3 separate regions of the Hordeum vulgare genome follow, and all the other regions are linked to region 3. A link is a contact called in public Hi-C data. All regions are on one chromosome and are shown on one strand. Each heading gives the region's core, a stretch centred on a gene start, on an enhancer-like site or on the middle of the called end of the contact. The rest is flanking DNA. Distances are from core to core; before and after follow the strand shown. Region 1 has its middle 84 kb from the start of LOC123426602. Region 2 holds the start of LOC123426602 (probable BOI-related E3 ubiquitin-protein ligase 2). Region 3 holds the start of LOC123426603 (probable BOI-related E3 ubiquitin-protein ligase 3).

The links. Hi-C and Micro-C count contacts between places; a contact is called where the count stands out from the background.
Region 1: a contact with region 3 is called in a Hi-C map of leaf, with 7 times the contacts expected there. The contact joins the enhancer-like site here to the promoter of LOC123426603 in region 3. A contact is called at or near these places in 2 of 6 Hi-C or Micro-C datasets (both in leaf) and 1 of 1 datasets of contacts at active chromatin or transcription factors (embryo).
Region 2: a contact with region 3 is called in a Hi-C map of seedling, with 4 times the contacts expected there. The contact joins the promoter of LOC123426602 here to the promoter of LOC123426603 in region 3. A contact is called at or near these places in 2 of 6 Hi-C or Micro-C datasets (leaf and seedling) and 1 of 1 datasets of contacts at active chromatin or transcription factors (embryo).

Annotation. Positions count from the first base shown.
Region 1 is chr2H:450,595,681-450,600,754 of MorexV3_pseudomolecules_assembly, forward strand. No RefSeq gene overlaps it. Among protein-coding and RNA genes, the nearest start is that of LOC123426602, 84 kb to the left of the region's middle. Within about 2 kb of position 2,526, at least 3 of the 3 cell types and tissues checked have open chromatin away from gene starts, as enhancers often do. A contact at or near this core is called in leaf, where this site is marked.
Region 2 is chr2H:450,512,105-450,516,665 of MorexV3_pseudomolecules_assembly, forward strand. LOC123426602 (probable BOI-related E3 ubiquitin-protein ligase 2) reads right to left here and starts at 2,494. Exons shown (of 2, transcript XM_045110465.1): 1 at 1,872-2,494; 2 at 803-1,772. The coding sequence starts at 2,318. The coding sequence ends at 1,263.
Region 3 is chr2H:450,943,571-450,948,212 of MorexV3_pseudomolecules_assembly, forward strand. LOC123426603 (probable BOI-related E3 ubiquitin-protein ligase 3) reads left to right here and starts at 1,594. Exons shown (of 2, transcript XM_045110466.1): 1 at 1,594-2,113; 2 at 2,218-3,028. The coding sequence starts at 1,667. The coding sequence ends at 2,745.

The DNA.
Region 1 (5,074 bases), core at 1,276-3,775, 350 kb before region 3:
CAATAATGATAAAGTTCATGTGAACATAATTAATATTAGAAATAATAAGCACATCATTCACTATTGTGAAAGGCTTTTTAATATAAGAATCCGCTGGATGCAAATTTAAAGAACATTCACTCACATTAGAGAAACCGAGAACAACATATAGTTCTTTTGGCATAGTCGAAACCTCTAATATTTTATCTTTACATTAATTGTGGGTTCCCATTCATGATGCAAACTTCTAGGTATGGAAACCTCTAATTCAAGTTTTTCCTAATTGGTTTTAATAGAACCTCTTACAATATGTTTAATAAAAGCTTTGATTTGTTCATAAGCACTAGGTGAATGAATCATGGATTGAAGGAGGGAAATATATTTAGTAAAGGAGCAACTCATAAGTAAAATCCTTGTAATCAAAAGTAGTGGGAGTAGTACTATCCAAAGTTTTTACCTCTTCGAACTAATATATCTCCAACGTATATATAGCTTTTGATTGTTTCACTCTATTGTATTATTAATCTTGGATATATTATATTGAAACATATGCTATTTTATATCTTTTAAAAACTAACCTATTAACCCACTATCAAGTGCGAGTTATTACTTTCTGTATGTTTTTGTTTTGTCAGAAAACCAGTATCAAACGGAGTACAAACGCTACGAATTTTTTTGATGATTATTTTTGACCAAAATAAGACCTAAAAACTTTGGAGGGAGACGAACGACGCACGAGGAGACGACAAGGCAGCAGGGCGCGCCTACACTTCTTGCCGTGTGGGCTCCTCGTGGCTCGGTCTCACCTAATTTCACCCCTATAAATTCTCATATATCGAAAATTCAACAAAGATTCACCCGAAACACCTTTTTCGCCGCCACAAGTGAGTGTTCCGACGGGAGGCCTTCTAATGACCTTTTTCGTTGCCATGTCGGAGGAGGAATCGATCACGGAGGCCATCTACTTCAAACTTATTGCATCCATGATGTCGTGTGAGTAGTTCAGCACACACCTACGGGTCCATAACGAGTACCTATATGCCTTTTCTTTCTTCGATCTTCAATACAAAGTTCACCGCAATTCTCGGGTGATCTATTGATGTAATCATTTTTACGGTGTGTTTATTAAGATATGATAATTATGGATTTACAATTAGATTATTCATGAATATTAATTGAGTCCTCTCTGAATTATTTTATGCATGATTGTTATAGCTTCGTATTTCTCCAATCTATTTGTTTGGTCTGCCCAAGTAGATAGATTTATCTTTAATAAGAGTAGTGCATTGTGATGGGTTGAATCTTGCCTTGCTCAATCCGAATGACAAAAAAACATGACACGTATTTGCATTGCTATCATTAAGGATAAAATGATGGGGCTTATTTATATGGCTTGAATTTACTTTGTCTATACCATGTTATCTTGTTCGAAGCTTTATTATATTTTATACTTAATATTCTAGATACATGCTGAACAACGGTTGATGAGTTAAATAATAGTAGTAGATGCAGATACGAGTCGATCTATTTGTTTATGAACGTAATGTCAAGATACACGATCATTGTCTTGAATAAAATATCATAACTATATGCTATTCTGTAAATGGCTCAACAATAATTTGTCTACATCTACTTTTGAAAAAAGCCTCTATAAAAAAATATAGGCTTCAGATCTACTCAAGTTATATTGCTAAAATTACAAAAATGTTAATATCATTTATTTTTTATTATTTATTTTTCATATTTATATTTTATATCTATCAGTATTTAATAGTGTAAGTAACGAGTAGAAGGGTTTGACAACCGAGAATGGTGTTTTGGAGGCCGAGCTTCATGGAGGCCTTTATTTTTGAAAAATTCAAATTCAAATTTTTATGGTTCCGAAAATAAATTCTGAAAATAAATATGCATGTATATAAGGACGTAACCCACCTGTGTGTGAAATTTCAGGTCAAAATACTTTAAAACGTGATCTGTACAAAAATGACAAATTCATGATCTGAACTGATGAATAGTAACATGTGTTAAACAATCTTAGATTTGTCTTTTTTGCACAGCCCTCATTTCAACGTATTTTGTTCTGAAAATTTACACACTTGTGTATTATACCTTCATCTATCTATGTATTTTTTTTCAGAATTTTTTGAAACAATAAAATACAAATTTTTACTGAATTTGAAGTTTGAATTTAAAGGTCTCCAGTGAGTTCGGGAGCCAAAAGCAATATTCGTTGACAACCCTTCTATTTACCTTACAATTTTGAAGGCAACCAAACACGTTCTTTGTGCAAATTTGTCCTCCTCTCAAACCAGCGGCCACTCTCGTAGTAGCTGTAGCAGCACAGTGGTGACGTACTCCAACAGCCGATGTTTTACCCAAACCACGTGGACGCGTCAGAGGAGAGCGGTGATTGAGGTGGCACATGCGATGACCCATCGGATCAGTATGGTTTTGCGCCTGCCGGGCAAAGCGCCACCCTACTACTTCCCTCGTCTGATGATGATCTCCACTCGCTCCGGTAGGTAAGGAACAGCGCCACAGACACAGAGACGACGTGGTTCGCCGTGCCAAACCCACCCGGGCAAGGCACCACCAGAGCGTAGTAGTGGTGGGCAGTGTGCGTGCGATGGCTTTTACTACATGCCCTGGTCGAGCAGGCAGCTGCAATCTTTTGTCCGACACGGCAGCCCCTCCCGCCCGTCCGAGACCACACCACAGACGCGTCCCGTGCGAGCATGTGCCCAGCCAGTGTCTCCCTTTCTCTCCTTCCGAGCGAGCAAGCATCCTCGCGTCGCGGAGTTGCGTGCGTCTTTTGGGACTTTGACACTGACAGCTCGGTGCCTCGACCCCTAGCTCCGCGTGCCCGCGCTCGGATTCCGCTGTCCCTTGACCCGGTGCTGTTGCCACCTTTCACGCTTCGGTCCGTAGATGTCCATGCCTGTAACATCCGTCCACCAATGATCCATCACATGCGTGCCTCCCTCATGATACAGTGCGTCGGCATGTGTGGCAAATGAAAATCTCGATGCGTGCCTGATTGGTACGTCTTATGACCACACGCAGGCTCTGCACAAATGAACGGGACGAAGGTTGCATCCATTGCTCACAGGTCACCGAGCAACTCCTTCCAAGCAAGCAGCGCGCCAAGCCCACACGTCAACGGTACATGCATGCATCATGGTGCAAAGGAGAGAAGCCATTCGTAGGCCAGCGGGCGCTCTCGAGGGCCACTGCTGCAGGGCAGGGCGAGGTGCATGACAGCAGAGCATGCATGCACTGCAATCTCTTCCTTCCTGCGGCCACTGCTGCCTGCTACTACCACTGCTGGTAGTGGTACAAGTAGGAATGGTATTTTAGTACCATATTCACAATTACACTAGTACTGGGCCCTTCTGGTGCATGGTCTGCCCAAGGCTCAATGTTCCCAACAATCCTGGGCCTGCTGCACGCTGCAAGGCCTTTGACAGTCACGGAAAAAGGTGAAAAGCTAGACAAATCTCGGCCACTGTGTGGTAGTAGAGCTATAGGTGGACAGAGACACGAGCACGGTGCACTGCTACCTCCACCAAAGGAAAAGGAAAGGGAACCCGCAAAGAAGGCGCAAACATCAGTGCAGTGCATGCATCTCGCGTGGATCTGCCAATTCAGGCGTGGGTCATCAAAGATTGAGGGAGAAAAGCTGTGGCTGTGGCTGTGCCTGTGGGGGTGACCGACAGGGGTACTGCAATAACAACAGAGGACAGTACTGTGCGCAGATGCAGAAATTTGCAGGCAGCATGCATGGCGTACTGTGATCTGCATCTTCAAAAGTGACGTGCAATGTACGGATTATCCTACCCAAAAGACATCAATAGAGAGAGAGAGAGGGGGGGGGGGGGGGGGGGGGGGGGGGAGCAACCGGCTGTGTGGCAACCGCCTGGTGCCCCCACCACTTGCAGGCTTTCATGGCAGCCGATCTTGGGCCAGCGCATCCCTGCCCACGATAGATGGAGAATTTTGGCACCTACCTGCCGAATTTGAACTATCACGGGCAAGTGAGTGGATTCTTTTTACTCGCTTGATAATTGCGAAAAAAAGATAATAATAATACGGAAACATCCTTTTCATAGTTTCTGTTAAAAGCAATTCTAACGCGCTGACCTATACGGACGGTGTTTTTAACCGTTTTTGTCCGTTTAGGTCGGTCGTCCGTTCGCCATTTGTTTAGTTTAAAATTTGGGTAGGTAGTGTGTCCAACGCTAGCCACCCATTTATGTGCGCGCACATATTTGAAAAATAGATCAAGCTAGCGATCATGTCGTCGTCCAAAGTTCATGTCGGTATCATGCGTGCAGCCCGCATACAATGTGAGCTTCACAAAACAGTTTATGCTCGCCCACTTGCCACCGGACGACACACATGCGAGTACACAAAAAGGAACGGGACTTTGACCACGCCATCATGGCCGTGATCATGCCAACACACTTGCTGACATAAAAAAAGGATGGCGCTTGATGCCATAGATCACTCGTCATCGAACTTGAGCATGTCGGCGTGCATCTTCTCCAACCACGGCCTCTTCCTTGACGACACGATGTTGAGATCAACCTTCATGATTTCCACCCCCGTTATCATGCTAGCGAGAGCCACTTCTTTCGTCTTGGTCTTGACATTGGCGACCTTGATCTCTAGCATCTTGGCGTGCTTCTTCACCTCCATCTCAAGCATCCTAGTTTGCTTCTTCACCTCCATCTCAAGCCTCCTCCTTTGAATCTCCATGAAGGCATTCGTTTGCTCTTCCTTGTCTTGCCGAGGCTTCTCCTCCCTTAAATCCTTTTTGGTCATCATGCCTTCCACGGTTGCGATCAAGGCGATCGACGCCGCACCCCGCTTGTCCTCCTTTTTGGAGTTGGTCTTTCACCGCCGCCGTGGCTTCTCACCCTCCCCAACCTCCTCCTCGTCTTCCTTGCCTCTCTGCGCTGTGAGGGCGGCATATTGGAGCTTGATCTTTTCATCATCTTTGATGATCCTCCAACAATGAGAAAGGTTGAAGGACTTGCCTTGAGGTTGGACCTTGAATGTCTCTAAAGCTTGGAATGCTTGTAAATGAATTACA
Region 2 (4,561 bases), core at 1,244-3,743, 430 kb before region 3:
ACTACCACCCAAGGTAGCCGTATCGAGACGCGCGCACCACCGTCGCTTTGCTCTCTCTCCTCGCCTTTGTCCCTTTTGCTACGTTCCTTCCCCGCCAATTTTGCTCTCCGTCAGATTATACTCCCTCCGTTCGTGAATATAAGACCTTTTTAAGATTGTACTATAAACTACATACGGATGGATGTACGTAGACATATTTTAGAGTATATATTCATTCATTTTGCTCCGTATGTAGTCTTTTAGTAAAATACCTAAAAGTTCTTATATTTTGGAACGGAGGGAGCAGTACTTGAGCCGGGTAGCGTAGCGTTTCACCCACAAAACGACGTACCCCAGCTCCTACCTTGTGAATTTCGCCGAGTTTGCCATCACCACACCACACCTAGAAACGATTGAGAGCAATTAAGCACCAGCTGAAGTGCGGGCGTTCCTTGGGCGAAAACACAAAGGACGTTGACGTACCCCTGCCGTGCCGTAAGCGAAACGTTCGATACACTTTCACGGTTTCACGCGCCGGACGGGTCAAATCTGTGCAGACAATCCAAATCTGTACCTGCATGCCCAATTTATGCGCTGTGGGCAAACCGACAGTGGGACTGGCCGGGCACATGACAACTCGCCCCCCGTACGGCCCAAGACGGATGCGATGCGTGCGGATCGACAGGCGTGCGTGGGCACAGTTGTACGTACTCCATCTTTAGACTGGTCAAGATCGACGGGCACGAAAATATTGATGGTGCTCAGCTCAAGCAGCACTACGATCCGGCGAGAAGTACTCAAAACATGTAAGCATCTTTTGACAGGAGCAAGCGTGGCAGTAAAATATTACGAGCGAGCATGCAGCATCTTTCCACACGCATGGAGCAATCGCACGGATACAACACGGTTTTGGTGCCATATTATACGCAGTAACAATTATCAGTTGCTTGCGAAAGCAGAGTACACTGGTCTAGTAAACATTTTTTTCCCAAGGACGAAACCTCTTTTAACTCGAAGATTAACCAGCAACACAAGGTTAGTTCCGAACATGAACAATCTACCTAAAAATAATTTAAAAAAGTCTAGGATCTACATGCAAACTCCAGCATTTGGACTCGCATAGCCTGATCACGTGACACTTGTGCAACACTGCCCAAGCCCACATGCAGCAAAAACAAAAACAAATATTGGAGAACACGACAACGACGACGACGTGCTCGACCGCGAGACGTACGCTACGCCCACCGTCGGCCCAAGTTGCCGCATGGCTTGGTGTTGGATGGTCAAGAAAGGAGGACATGGAGCGACGCGTTCTTGGTGGCCGCGCAGACGGGGCAGGTGTCCACGGAGGGCTCGCACGCACCGCACAGGGACAGGTGCCGGCACGGGAGCAGCAGAACACAGGCGTCCCGCTGGCCGCAGGCCTTGCACGACGGAGCCGCCGCGTCGTCAGCGTTGTCACCCGCTGGGGTCTCGAAGCAGCAGGACTGCGCGTCGTCGGCATCGCCCTCGACAGCACCGGCGACGGCGCAAGGGGGCTGCAGCAGCTGGTCCAGCGTGGCGCGCAGGCCGGCGGCGACGGCCTCGTGGCTCTTGGCGACGCCGAGCCACGCCTGCCCCTCTGCGGTCATCTGCCGGAGCCTCTCCTCCAGCTCGCCGTTGCGGTAGCGCGCGCGCTCCAGCTCGGCCTCTACGGCATGCAGCCGCCCCGCCGCGGCGCGCTCCACGGTAGCCAACACCGCCCTGGCGTGCCGCCGGCGCGACTCCTCGAGCCCCGACCGGATTCTCTCCGTCTGCACAACGAAGATGCACAAGGAAGTGAGACACCGTTCTCGAGCAAACCAATTTGATACCCGATTCCAATCGCGTAGAAACGAGGGGAAGGGGCATACCTCGAGCCGTATGAGCGCGTCCATCTCGACGCCCTGGTTGTAGAGCAGCGTGTTGAGGCCGGCGGCATTGGCCATCCTCCCGCTGGTGGACGCCGCGCCGGAGCAGACGGCCCTGCTCTGCGCGTCGCAAGGCAGCACGAGGCCGTGCATCGCCGCCGCCTGCTGCAGAACGAGGCGCTGGCGGGCGAGGTCGTCGAGCCCCGCCGGCTCGTCTCCAGCCATCACGCGCGGCCGCTTCCTGGGCACGAAACCGTAGTTGTCGTTGCATGTGAGCTCGCTTCGCGGGAGGTCGCTGAGCACCGTGCTATTCCCGATACACGCCACCGCTGGCGCGCAGCCGGCGTGGTCGTCGAGGAACTGGGACTGGGAGGCGGCGGCGTCCATGGACCTGTAGGCGTTGAGGTCGTGGGGGAAGGCGTGGGAGAGGAACCGCGCCTGCACAGCCATTGGTACCACCGGACCACCGGTGTGTATCTTGTGTGGGAGAGAGGAGAGGAGAGGGCGGGGCGGAGAAGGCAAGGTGTCGCCAAGGAGGAGGACGACGATGCGTGGGTGAGGTGGGGGGAGCGGAAACGGCTGGGTGTTGCGGTTGGGAACTTGGGATGGAACGGGAGAGAGAGATGGGTAGGGGGGGAGGTTATATATACGGCGTGGGTGCGGGGAAGACACGTTGGGTTGGGTGTGTGGGGCGCCTCGCCTGCAAGGGGACAAAAGCTGTCTGCCTCTTGTTTATTTTGACGGGGAACCAAAGCGGATGCGGATGCGGATGGGTTGGGTTGGACGGATGCGATGCGATATCTCCCTATCTTTTCCGCGCCTGCCTTTAATAATAATGCCTACTATCGTTTACGGTGTGGAATGCTTTTCCTCTTTCCTGCTCCGTTTCTTGTTGCCTGACTGCCGTGGTGTGGTGTGCCCATTGATTCGTCGTGGAGATGGATGGAGAGTGATTTGAGATGCGCCGTGGTGGGGGTTGCATGATGATGATAAAGGTTCGCCACTCCTCTCCTCTCGGCGGTTTGACGTTTTCCTTTCCTTTCCCCCTCATTTTCCGATGGCTCTGCTGCCTTTGCAAATTACGATACGGCCTTATATACATGTATATTTATGGCTACAGTGACTTACTCTACTACTCCTATAGGTCCGTTTCAGGAAAAGGAAAAGTACGACTGTGATTTTCTATTAAAGCGGATGTACATGTAGCGTGTGGTCCGTCAAGCAGGTACGGGGATGTGTCATTGACGCCAAAAAAAAAAAACCTAAAAAAAGCTAGAATTTTATGCGAGCTCACCTGAAAGAAATGTTTATCAAACTGGAGTACTTTTTCAATCCTGGTAACGAAGTGGACTAGCGTAGGCGCCAAATAAATGTGGAGTATTTTCAGATGCGGGCGAGTTTCAACGGCACAGGCCACGCAGATGCGAGAATTAAGGTGCAGGGTGGTGCAGACGCCCCCACCCACACACAACCTACCGTCGTGGCGTGCCATTGAATGCCGGGCCGCATTATTATTCACGCCCCGACGGTCACAGGTTTTGAATACGCCCCCCGAAACGTCAAGTGCGTGACCGTGATGCTCCCGCACAACCGGATCCAAACCGGAGTTGGATGCGTGAATCACGGTGTTTGAAACCGATACGGCCACCAGTAATTAGTCCCGGACCCAATGGCAATGCCATTGCCATGCATGAATCCAGTCCAGGCTCACGAAGCACCAGCGCCGGTGGCCTGGCCACATTTACGTCTCGTCTATCTCGCGTGTGGCGCAGTCCGTCTGTTTGTCCTTGCTCCCATGCCTTGAAGTCTCGTGCTCGTACCGACCGGCACCGTCGGCCCGTCCTCGTTGGCACGGTGTGAGTCTGACCAGCCAGGGCTGGTGGGCGGGCGGGCTGGACCAAGCATCCATGCAACCACCACCCAAGGATGGAACACAGGCCAGGCCAGTGCACCTGCCACCGCTGCTGCGCGCGGCCGTGTCCGCACCGCACCGCACGCATTAACGTCCCAACGGGAATAGCGTGACCAGAGGCAGCACTGCTGTACCTCTGCGATCTGCCCACCGCCGCGCCCGCCAGGCCACACACACACCGTATCGGCCCTACGTTACGTACACAGGACTACCAGCACCACCCCCCGCTATCGCCATGCACATGCAGATGCAGGACGGCATCAAGCGCAATAACAAGGCATGCATGCATCAAGTAAAAACCGACTGCTCCCACAGCCACAGGCATTTCGTACGTACTCCTACTAGTTGACAGAGTTAATGATAGTGCGCGTCCTTTGTTAGCTGCACGCTACCTAGCTTGATCATCGCTACTAGCTGCTCGGCTCAATAACCATTAACTGCAATCCTGTTATGAGGTCGTAGTAGGAGGGAGTAGTACGTCCGAGCAGGGGAGGGCCGAGCGGTCGCGATCTCGCCCATAAGGCAACACGATCGGTCCTTGGAAGAGCACTGTGTAGCTCGAGTACGTACATTGCCGGCCATGGCCCATGGCCTCGGAAAGCCAAGAGCTAGCTACGTGCCTATCCGACCGCCCGGCCAGCCACCCCACCCGTATGGATCCACATCCACGTCAATCAGTGAGCGATGGAGATTAGGTGCACAGTTGACGCAAATGATGCGGTACTACTCCTGCCTATAGCTTGTAGGAGTAGTACTACATCGTGCATTCATGCATGAATGC
Region 3 (4,642 bases), core at 344-2,843:
TATAACAACCTATCGCCGAGGTCCCTGGCGGTAGGAAAACGGCTTACCGTCAGGGTGTCTGGCGGTAGCGCTGTGACCCTACCGTCAAGGGGTCCGGCTGTAGACACTCGCGCGCACTCAACCCGCAAGTTAGCCATTTTTTACCCTAGGCGTGCAATTTTACCGTCAGAGGCCTTAGTGGTAGGTTGTGGGCTCTGACGATAGCAAAATGGTCAGATCCGATTTCTTTTCCAACCGGAGTCAGATCCTGATGAACTTCAAAAAAAGATAAAAACTGTGAATTTGGCCTCGGGTTGAAGAAACGTACAAATAGTCCGGATTATAGATGCTCTAATAAACTGGCTAGGTGTGCATGCACGGGGACGTACGGGAGATCTCGATGTCGATGTGCCCAGCGCCCAGTACTACGCTATAGCGCGCACAGTCTGAGGGTGTAGAGTCGTGCACTGTACTATGCTAGTATCGCGTTATAATCATCGTCACCGGCGTGGCAGCACCGTCTGCATGATTCCCAACAGTACCGGTTTGGTGCCGGAGGGGAGAGAGAGAGAGAGGGAGGGTGGCTGGTGAGTTGGGAAACTGGCCCACAAGCGTCGTGGCCGGCGTGAGACGCGATCAAGCCTACTGTAGTAGTAGGAGTACGTATATATGGACCCTTGCTGTTGGTGGTGCTCCGTGCCGCGGCAGCACCGGAGGTGCCGTGCATGCAGGTGCGTCCCGCAGAATGGTCGGTCGGTGCGGCGCCTTTACGGGCGGGTGGCTGTTACTTCCAGCTTTCATGGCCGCCACGAGCGGCCCGTGGCCGGCCCTGGCTGACTGGCAGGTTGGAGTGCTGCTACCACTCTGGCAGTGGTACTGTGGATCGTGGCTGCCGACGCCGCTCGATTAGCTGGTTTGGCGATGTGTCATGTGTGTGCCAAGCCAAATAAGCTCCTTGTTTGCATGTGCCTGCCTGCTTGATTGGTGCTCAACATTAACTAGTCCAGTAGAGTACGTGCCCCGTCGCCTGGACCCAGATCAATCAGGGCAGGGCAGGGCAGGGCAGGGGCAGCGCTCCGTCAGAGATGCACGAGGGCGACCACCACTACCCTGCGCTCTTTCCGTGATCAGCAGGACCAGGACCAGGCTGCTATCTAGATCCGGTTCTGCAGGGCGCGTCTTGAATTCTTGATCACTCGCTTGGCGTTTCCACAGGATGTGTAGCTAGCCTGATGCCACCGCCAACCTGCCCCCATTTATTGAATTCAGCTGTTATCCGGCCCCGCGAGCTTTGATTTGCGCGTCTCCCCTGGGATCTTTTCTTTTTTAGCAGCAGCCGTACGTTGGGATCGCATCACGCAATCTGTTTGGACTTTTGACCGCAAACAAATTACTCCACCGTCTCTCTAGGTGGTCTTCATCTTTGGGACGGACGGCCCCGTCCTCCATCTGCGTCTGCATGGATGGATCGTCCATCCATTATTTCGCGGGTCAGTTGCCCAACGTGCAGGTGCAGTGGCGTCACGTGTCCTCCCACCAGAGTGCCCTGCCGCTTCAACTCATGCCTCTTTCCCCAACCGCAAACGCGGACGCGTATATAAAACCTCCCTCCCTCCCTCCAAGCCCACGACCGTCTCCCCATCCGTTTCCCTGTCCTCTCTCTCTTCGCACGCCGTAGTAGTTGGCCATGGCCGTGCAGGCGCAACATCTCTCCCACGCCTTCCCCCACGACCTCCACGCCTACAACAGCATTAGTGCTCTGGAGGATGACCTGACGGCCGGCTCCCTCCTCTTTCCCGAGAACCTCAAGCGCGGGCCGGAGTTGGAGGGTGTTGGGAACACGGTGTTCGCCAACGTTCCGCGCGTCGATCTCACCTGGCACGACAGCGCCCGCGCCCACGGTTTTGCGCAGAGGAAGCGGCCGCGCGTCGTCCCGGAGGCGCCTTCATACTTGGAAGATCAGCGCGGGCAGGGGCTTGTGCCCGTCGCCGTCGGTGATGTGCTGACCAGGGCGGTGGGCTCCGACGCGGCGTCCACCAGCGGGAGGATGATCAATGCCGCCGGCCCGCCGCAGGACCTGCTCTCTCAGATGTACCGCCAGGGCATGGAGATCGATGCAGTCCTACGACTCGAGGTACGTACTACGTACGATTTTGTTCATGGGAACTCTAGCTAGTTCTTGGTTTGATCGCGCGGCGTTTTGATTCTTGGTGCCTGATTCTGATGGACGTTGTGCAGACCGACCGCATGCGCGCGGGGCTGGAGGAGGCGCGACGGCAGCACGTCAGGGCGCTGGTATCGGCGGCGGAGCGTGCTGCAGGGAGGCGGCTGCGGGCCGCGGAGGCCGCACTGGAGCTGGCGCGCTGCCGCAACGCCAAACTGTCAGAGAGGCTCAGCCAGATTTGCGCCGAGGGTCAGGCGTGGATACGCGTCGCCAAGAGCCACGAAGCAGTCGCCGCCGGCCTCCAAGCTACACTCGACCAGGTCCTGCAATCGCCTTGCGCTGCCGTCAACTCCGCCGGAGCGGATGGAGAGGGCGACGCCGAGGACGCGCGGTCCTGCTGTTTCGAGACCCCCGCCGGCGACCACGCCGCAGGATCCAAGGCGTCGGCGGTGGCGTGCAGGGCTTGCGGCGAGGGCGAGTCGTGCGTGTTGCTGCTGCCGTGCAGGCACCTGTGCCTCTGCAGCGCGTGCGACGCCGCCGTCGACACTTGCCCTTTGTGCGCGACCGCCAAGAACGCGTCGCTGCATGTCCTGCTCTCGTGATTCAAGCTTGCGCGCGTCGAAGCAACGGGGCCTTCTCCGAAACGGCTTGCGATAGGGAAGTCAGCTGGCCTCAGCTGGCTCGATCAACTTGCCCATGTTACTTACTTTCGGACATGGATGGCACGAACCGAATGCAATTTCAGATAGAGCGCCATAGTTTGATTTTAGCGTTGTGGTTTTCCAAGTAGGGTTAGGGTGTATTTTGTTTAGGATTTTGATAACCAGCATCGTCGCTTGGAAGAACATGACAAATTGAACATTTTGATTACTTCGCCACTTTTAAGATAAGTGTCTTAACGTTAATACAATTTTATACTAAAGCTAGTATAAAGTTGAGAGGTTTATTTTAAGACAGGAGTATGTTGTCATGTTGATGACAATGCTTAATCCGGGATGCGCAAAGACTAACCCCTGTCAAACTATCAATATGACGTCGTGAATCCGTCACATGTATTTAGGTCGTGATTTTGATCAATTTAATAAGAGTCATATAATATAAAAAAATATATCATTAGAAACTTTAGATGTTCTATATTTTCTAATGATATAATTTGTATGTTAAATAATATATTTTATATAAGTTCAAATGACGATCTAGGTGCACGTGAATGTCTTCTAAACTCTAACAAAGCGAGCACTCCGTATTACTCGCCTCAGAAAGTTCATAAGGGCTCTGTCATTTCACACCTCTTAGGCCCTGTTTGTTTCATAAGTCCTAGGACTTTTTTAAGTCCTAACTTATAAGTTATAAGTCTCTGCCTCTTTGTTTACAGGGACTTATAAGTCCCGAGTCCCTACCTGTTTGTTTACCGGGACTTACTTATAAGTCCATGTTGCACCTAATAAAATACACTTGTTCACATAACCCTTGTTCATACAAATGAATTGCAGAATAGTGACAACCGAAATAACAATTGTTCATAACACTTGTTCATATAAACGAATTAACACAGAAATTACATAAGCGAAGAACACTTCTTCATATCATTGTTGTTTCAAGGACCACAACCCATCAGCGACCCAAGCTCTGAATTGATTCATAGCACCACTGTCCATCCCATTTGTTGAATCATTTGTTGTAGTCGTTGGCATAGACAATGGTACATAATTTTCATCTTGATCACACAAGTCGAAATCTATATCGGCGAGTTGACTTTGTCTAATAAAATTGTGCAGTGCAATGCAAGCCACAATTATTTTGCTTTGTTTCTGTTGTGGATAACTAGGCAAGTGAAACAAAATCCTCCACTTGTTCTTCAGGACTCCAAAACACCTCTCGATGACATTTCTAAGTGAAGAATGGGTGAAATTGAAGTGTTCGTTTTTTCCTCTAGGCATTGTGCCATCACGGTACTCCTGGAAATGATAGGTTAAACCCTTGTATGGTGAAAGATAACCCGGTCTATTTGGGTACCCTGAGTCCACAAGATAGAACTTATTAGGTGGAGGTTTTGGAAACTTGTCACCAAATCTGGATCGGGCATCATTGAAGACCCTCATGTCATGCACTAATCCTGGCCAACCAGCTAGGACAAATGTGAATCTCATATCAAAGTCCCACACACACATCACATTCTGACTCTTCTCCTTATGTCTATTCCTATGCTGGGCAGCAGTGGCAACTGGTACCACAACTTGTATGTGTGTACCATCTATTGCAGCAATGCAATTATCCATAAACGGTGCATACTTCCTAGATCTTAATTTTAAATGCACAGTCCCGAATTGACGATCTATTGGCCTGATGATGTCTTTTGCAAGCTTGATCAGACATGCCAAAACCTTATCAAACTTCCTTACAATTGTCTCCAATGACCTAACAAATCTGTTTTCTGCTTGTCTTACAGATTGAGGGGAACCTACTATCCACAGAAACAGGCCTAGAGACTCAACTGAT